Linked DNA regions of Rattus norvegicus: region 1 is linked to region 2. Evidence: chromatin contacts called from public Hi-C data. All regions are on one chromosome and are shown on one strand. The core of a region is the stretch at or near the end of the contact, and the rest is flanking DNA. Distances in the headings are between cores, read along the strand shown. Region 1 holds the start of H2ac4 (H2A clustered histone 4). Region 2 holds the start of Zfp184 (zinc finger protein 184).

Evidence for each region. A called contact is a pair of places that touch in the nucleus more often than the background predicts.
Region 1: a Hi-C map of liver shows a contact between it and region 2, with 3 times the contacts expected there. The contact joins the promoter of H2ac4 here to the promoter of Zfp184 in region 2. A contact is called at or near these places in 5 of 12 Hi-C or Micro-C datasets (frontal cortex, liver, mammary epithelial cells and 1 more) and 1 of 1 datasets of contacts at active chromatin or transcription factors (oligodendrocytes).

The regions. Positions count from the first base shown.
Region 1 is chr17:47,494,212-47,497,819 of GRCr8, reverse strand. H2ac4 (H2A clustered histone 4) reads left to right here and starts at 1,693. Exons shown (of 1, transcript NM_001109423.2): 1 at 1,693-2,196. The coding sequence starts at 1,735. The coding sequence ends at 2,127. It overlaps H4cl3 (histone H4C like 3), which reads left to right and starts at 2,932. Exons shown (of 3, transcript XM_008771773.4): 1 at 2,932-3,314. The coding sequence starts at 2,986. It also overlaps the pseudogene H2bc12l-ps1.
Region 2 is chr17:47,297,773-47,301,300 of GRCr8, reverse strand. It overlaps Zfp184 (zinc finger protein 184), which reads left to right and starts at 1,824. Exons shown (of 6, transcript NM_001427199.1): 1 at 1,824-1,911; 2 at 2,297-2,505. The coding sequence starts at 2,499.

The sequences.
Region 1 (3,608 bases), core at 444-2,943, 200 kb before region 2:
CTTCAGTCCACTTCCATTAAGAAAGGTCCTAAGAGTGAAGCCCTTACTAGAGAGACACAGAGCTGAATAGGTAGGGCACAACATGAAGGCAGACACCTGCCAAGTCTGAGAGAGAGACCTCAGGAGAAGCCATATCATGTCTACCTGCTCATGACTTCAAGAAAATATCTATTGCCTATGTTATGTTTCCTATGCAACCCTGTCACTCTAATGTTTTAATAATACATTTGGGTATGATGAAACACTGGAAAATGTCAAAGAAGAAATTATTGACAGAAATCGAAAACTATAAATCATGTCTCTAATATTTTCAATTATTTTATAATGTCTTAATTTGATTTTGTGTAGTTTTCTGACTAGACTCTCCCTCTATGTTCACAGGTCTCATCTGTCTTGCCTCGGCTCCTTCAGTCATGGTCCGGTGACTCTTGAGAAGTTAATGTAACTCTTATAACGTTACCAGGAAAAAAAAAAAACACTAACACTATTGAAACTCACTGGTCACAGGATAATGAAGCATTTCTAGACTGGATTTAAAAAAAACAAGGCCATGGGTTTGTGATTCTGTTGTTGCCACAAGATGGCAGAAAAGAGCGGCACATTTCAGAACACTGCAAAATTAGGCTAATCCTTAGATATCCCTCACCTGTCCTGTTTTAATTGCACGCTGGAAGTCTTCATGCAGGGGCACTGCGGTCATCTACAAAACATGACTTACTGGACAAAGTAGATGAGGTAACGGAGAACATTAACATCATGAATCAAAAATGAATTTTGGGGCTGTCGGGATTGTGGAGTTGCACTACCTGGGTGGTGCATGGAAGCCCCACAAATATTGGGAGCTAACCGGCGCTTTTAATTCACCTCCAACTCCAAACTCAGGTGAATTAAAATGCAGTTTTCCTTCCTGCTGCTCAAAGACCCAGATCCTCCAAACTCACTTCCTTTGTTACCCTACAAGGCTAAAGAACTGCCTTAAATAACACGTGCTGCAGTTATCCCTTAGGAAATTTGTGGGTGGCCTTTGGGTTTGTTGTGAGCGCCCGCGCTCACTTGTAGCTGGTCTACTTGGTGACGGCCTTGGTGCCCTCGGACACCGCCTGCTTGGCCAGCTCCCCGAGTAGTAGCAGGCGCACGGCCGTCTGGACCTCCCGGGACGTGATGGTCGAGCGCTTGTTGTAATGAGGCAGGCGCGACGCCTCGCCCGCGATGGCTCGAAGATGTCGTTCACGAACGAGTTCATAAATGCCCATGGCCTTAGAAGAGATGCCAGTGTCCGGGTGCACTTGCTTAAGCACCTTGTACACGTACACCGAGTAGCTCTCCTTGGGGCTGCGCTTGCGCTTCTAGCCGTCCTTCTTCAGCGCCTTGGTCACGGCCTTCTTGGAGCCCTTCTCTTCGGGCCGGGGGAGGACTTCGCGGGTTCAGGAATGGCGAAAAAAAACAACCAACCAAAAGGAAATAGAACCGAACAACTGTACTGTCTCTGCACAGGCTGATTTTAAAGAAACTTGTGGCTTTGGTTAGCGCGAACTAGCAATCGTCATCCACTAAATACCCAATCATAGCAAGGGTTTGTCAAACCAACTGTGTTATTGGTCTAGGTGAATAGTTCCATGTAACCAATGAAATTGCTACTTTTTCACGCCCTGCGTTGAGTATAAATGGCAAAGCATAGCTGTGTCATCTCTCACTGAGTATCCTTCAGTGGATTCTACCTTCCAGCTCTCTACAATGACTGGACGTGGTAAACAAGGTGGTAAGGCTCGTGCCAAGGCCAAGACCCGCTCCTCCCGGGCCGGCCTACAGTTCCCCGTGGGTCGTGTGCACCGTCTGCTCCGCAAGGGCAACTACTCGGAACGGGTGGGCGCCGGCGCCCCGGTGTACCTGGCGGCCGTGCTGGAGTACCTGACGGCCGAGATCTTGGAGCTGGCGGGCAACGCGGCGAGGGACAACAAGAAGACGCGTATCATCCCGCGCCACCTGCAGCTGGCCATCCGCAACGACGAGGAGCTCAACAAGCTGCTGGGCCGCGTGACCATCGCACAGGGCGGTGTCCTGCCCAACATCCAGGCGGTGCTGCTGCCCAAGAAGACCGAGAGCCACCACAAAGCTAAGGGAAAGTGAGACCCTTTATACAAAGCACTATCACCAAAGGCTCTTTTCAGAGCCACTCACTTTCTCCAAAAAGAATTGGACGCTGCCAAAAATGTTGAATTGTAGGAATTTTTGTGTTTTGCCCCGTCATTAATTTTTGAAAACAATTTTACCTCGGTTGTATCAAGGGTTTCTTTTCCCCATACATATAAGCTAAATATTCTTTGTGTAGTTCCTAGGGCTCCTGGAAGAATTCTCTGGCCCAGTAGTACACAAAAGCAGACCCACCCTTTAGTTCGAGGTCTCTACTCTGCAGGGTGAATCCCAAGACAGGACTACACAACGAATTGTCTCGAGAAGTGTTCCTTTTACACTTGGAAGAGCACACACTAGAAAACAACTAATCACTGTACAATTCTCACCTTAATACTGCTTACGTGCATGATTGACAAGTCCTTATTGCCATTTGACAAGTACAAGATCAGCTAAGGGTGTTAAATCATTTGGTTACCATCACAGCTAATAACGTTTCCACTAGACCTCCCCACCTCGCTCTGCAAATCCCAAGGGGTCAATACCTATCTTGTAGGTATCTTACTACACATCTTTCCATATAATCTAAAACAGGAAAAAATGTAGGAAAAGTGCTTTTAATAAACAATACATTGATCTCCACGATTATTCAGCGGGATTTCCTTTTCAATGAGGAAATTGCACACTTGCTTAAACACAAACCCTCATCAGACTCAGAAAACAAAAGAACTCACCAGCCAATTATGTTGTTCCTGCAGCTATTTTGACCAATCAGAATCCAGCCGCCTGTATAAATGTGGCCGTGAAGCTTTTTCTTTTCTCCTTTCACTTTCCTTTGGGAGGTCAAGACATACTATGGCTCGTACTAAGCAGACCGCTCGCAAGTCCACCGGTGGCAAGGCCCCGCGCAAGCAACTGGCTACCAAGGCCGCCCGCAAGAGCGCTCCAGCCACCGGCGGCGTTAAGAAGCCCCACCGCTACCGTCCTGGCACCGTGGCTCTGCGCGAGATCAGGCGCTACCAAAAGTCGACCGAGTTGCTGATCCGCAAGCTCCCATTCCAGCGCTTGGTACGTGAAATCGCTCAGGACTTCAAGACTGACCTGCGTTTCCAGAGCTCGGCGGTCATGGCCCTGCAGGAGGCCTGTGAGGCCTACCTTGTGGGTCTGTTTGAGGACACCAACCTGTGCGCCATCCACGCCAAGCGTGTGACCATCATGCCCAAGGATATCCAGCTTGCCCGCCGCATTCGAGGGGAGAGAGCATAAGTTGTCTCGTGTTTTTCCAAAGGCTCTTTTCAGAGCCACCTATACGTACACAAAAGAGTTATTTTACTTTTACACGAATTGGAGTTCTTCCCTTGGTACAAAGCCAATTTGTAACCAAAGTTTTTCTTAGTTTTGCTAAAGAAAACCGGTCACATGGTATTACAAATACAGCAAATTCCAATAGGATACTAAGGCCTACTCCTACTCTTCAC
Region 2 (3,528 bases), core at 575-3,074:
TTGAAATTCCAGTAGCTGAAAGAGTCAAAGAAAAAGTAATGGGTTGCCAGATTTGTAAGGAAACATTTACAGATTTACAGAAAACATTAAAAGTATGTTTTCAGTAAAGACAAGCCTAGCACAAAACAAATAATATTAATTGCATTAAAGAATGATAAACAGTGATCTGAGGCAGAATTGGGTCTCTTAACTGTCTCACTTGGTATTCTTAGGTAAATATTTAAGCTCATTGCATAACAAATTCTATTTCCCACCCAACAGTATACCGCAGTTAACCAAATGCCTGCTACCTTATCAAAAGGATCGTCATTCCCTTAGCTTCTACTTATCTGTTATTCATTTCTGACCGTAATAAACTACCTATTTAGAAATACACTCACATATTTCTAAATTAAAAGACTTGGGGAGAGGAGGACAAGTTTAGATTTATCGGGGAAAAAATCAGTGAAAAATAGTTTCAGTATACTCCATCTCTCCTCTTTTTCCAATTCCGCTATTGTTAACTTCTCGTATTCCCACGGCAACTTGTTATCACGATAAGCCAGAAATGGTAAGTTATTATTAATACCATATAGTTCACACTAGGGCTTGCTCAGTGCTGTACATTCTTCGGGATCTGACATATTTATATATTTCACTGTCCCCAAAGTCCCCTTTGTTCAAAGTACCCTCCAAATCCCTAGCAGTAGGTGGTTTTTACTTGTTCTTTACTACTCCCTCCCAGTGCTATATAGATGAAATTGTACAGTATGCAGCCTTTTTCAGATTGACTCATTTCACTCAGTAATATACATATTGCATCTATGACTCTAGATCCAAGGGTTCCCGCATCCTTTTCTGGACACGGAAACATGCCCTTTCACATATGTGCCCAAACACAGACACATAAAACAAGTCTTTTTTAAAAACTAAAACACATGACTGCTGTTTGCATTCTCTTTTTATCTAATGTCTTATTGCAAGCATTTCTCTAAGTATAATTCCCTTTCCTTGACTTTTTCATGTATAGCATTATCATTTCTAGGTCTGATGCTTTCAGTTAAGGAGGGGAGCCACTTTAGCACGTCTGTAAATAACCGGGGAGGAACAGAAGCCCTTAGTTGAGTGAGCCCCACCTTTGAAGCAAAAAGCCTATTTGTTGTAGTCTTTTGTGTACGTCAAGGGCACCGATGGATTTGCTTTAAGCGCTACGCAAAGAAAACTGCAGAGAGCACTGCTAAAACGTAAAATACTGTACCACCACCTCCTCCCAGTTTCTTTAGCATTAAAAAAATGTTGAGTCGTTTTTCGAAGACATGAAAACGACAAATATTTTCAAAACGACAAATAACATATAAAAGAGAATGCAGATCAGGTAATAAAAAGTAAGGTTGAACGGTGAAATGTATGCTTGCGTTTTGAAATCCTCAGTGTGGGAGGCCAGATCCTTCGGAGGTGAAGGTGGATCAGGAACATGTACATAGCAAGTTCAAGATCAGCCTGAGGAGATGAGACTCTGCCCCAAGATCTCCGCGCAAAATCCTGCGGGTGTGTGAATATAGGTCACAAACGCTGTATATGACTCCCTCTGCTCACAATCCAAACTACCAGACACAAACGGTAGGCAGGTGCAAACTCCCGAGCCACCAGGAGGAACTATAGCATTAGTAGAAACTTGGGGAAAGTAATTCAGAAGCACTGCGCGCTGCATTCTGGGAATTGTGGTCCTTTGTGCTCCCCGGTGAGGCGTGCGTGTGTATTGAGGAGAAGGAGGGAAAAGAAGGGAAAGGGTCTACCCGACCGGAAGTGACCGCTAAGTCGATTGTGGGCGTGGAAAGGGGTGGGTGTTTGGCTAGATCCACCGTGTAAACCCATTACGAGAGTTTTGGGGAACCAGGATCCTTGGGAGTGCGTCATTAGACTGGAGTCCAGGTATCACCATGGCAACCGCCAGCGCCTTGGGAGTGTGACGTCACCTTGCGGGATCTCGTAATGCGGCCTGCGCGGGAGGAAGCCAGGGAGTCGGAGAAGGGGGCGCGCCTCCCGTCGGCGTTGCCGCGGGTTCCCCAAGGCTTTGTTCCTTTGTTCTGGGCCGGGCTAGCTGAATGCGGGGTAGCCCGCCTTTCTGGTGTGCCCCGCAACTGGTGCGTCTGGTCGCCAGGGGAAGTAGGAGATCGCAGACCCTGTGGAGGGCGGGTGGCCAGACTCTAGGTAGGCGCCCAGTTTCAGCTGCAGCAAGGTAGAGCTGCTCGCTTCCTACACACTTTTTGTTTCTTGTAGTAACCCTCCCAATCCTGTACTTTCCGTTCTTGGACAGGACCTCCTGACTACTCTGTAGGAGTCTGAGGTGCGACTGTAAGACGTGTGCTGTAAAGTGAGTGCATCCTGTATCTGGTAGGCCAATCTCGGAGAGATTAAGATACCACTCTGGAAGGAGAGCTGGACATCCGAGCCCCAAACTGAAGCTGCCTAGGTATCCACGTGTCCCAAGTTCTAGCGGAAAACATAGCGCTCCTGGGATGGCAGGTAATGGGAATTACCAGGGCAGAGAGGACTGGTGTAGGGCGAACTGAAAGGTGGGAAGAGGAAGTAATGTGGCTAGGGGTAAAGTAAAGAAACCTAATTACACCATCGAAAGAGACTTGGAAGAATTAATTCTGAGTTCTGGACGTGAGAATTTGAAAAGGAAAAACAGTTCAGAATATCTGATCCTCTTGACATTTCTCTTTTATTACATTTTCGAATAAAAAACTATAGTAAAAAAAGTGTTCTAATTTTTTAATGCAAAGATTAGTTTCGAAATATTTTGCAGATAGCAATTTTCAAGCTTGTGCCAGTGCAAGTGTGTGTGGCCTTAAACTCACCATTTTGGGTGCAAATGTTTCCTTGTTTTTTAGTTCCTTTTACTAAAAGTGCCTGTTCCCTGTCAAGTAGCCTATGTATGATAGGTCCATATAAGATCGCTGGATTTCTTTGAGCAGTCTTTTCCTAGTTAGCATATTTCTTACATTGCAGTGCCTAAAACTAAGCATAGTTCTTTAAATGTCCTTTTAAAAATTCCTAACAGTATGATCTATTACTATTTTTCCCCTCATCAAATTTTTTTTTTTTTTTTTAGATTTTATGTGTATCAGTGTTTGCTTGCATGTCTTTACTCTCATTAGGTATGTGAGTGTGTCACTAAATAAACTCAGAGACCCACAAGTTTTTTCTTCCTTAGTGCTGGGATTAAAGGCATGCAATATGTTTACTCATGTTTTATGTGCAGCAGAGAAGAGTCAGCAGGAATGTCTTGCTTCATTAATGAGGACCTCACATTTCTCTTTATGAGCCATATGAATAGTTAGGTGTCAAGAGAAAAGCTGAATATTAAGGCAGTGTTTTAGTTTTGTTGTTTGCTTGCTTGTTTGTTTTTTCTTTTCTCCTGAGAAGGCTCAGGATGGTAGAGGCCTCAGTTGAAACTTTTGGGGGTGGGGGTGAGTCGGGGATTCTGACATATAAAGGAAGGGGAGAGACATAGTTGTTATTTCCAGGGAAAAAAGTAAAACC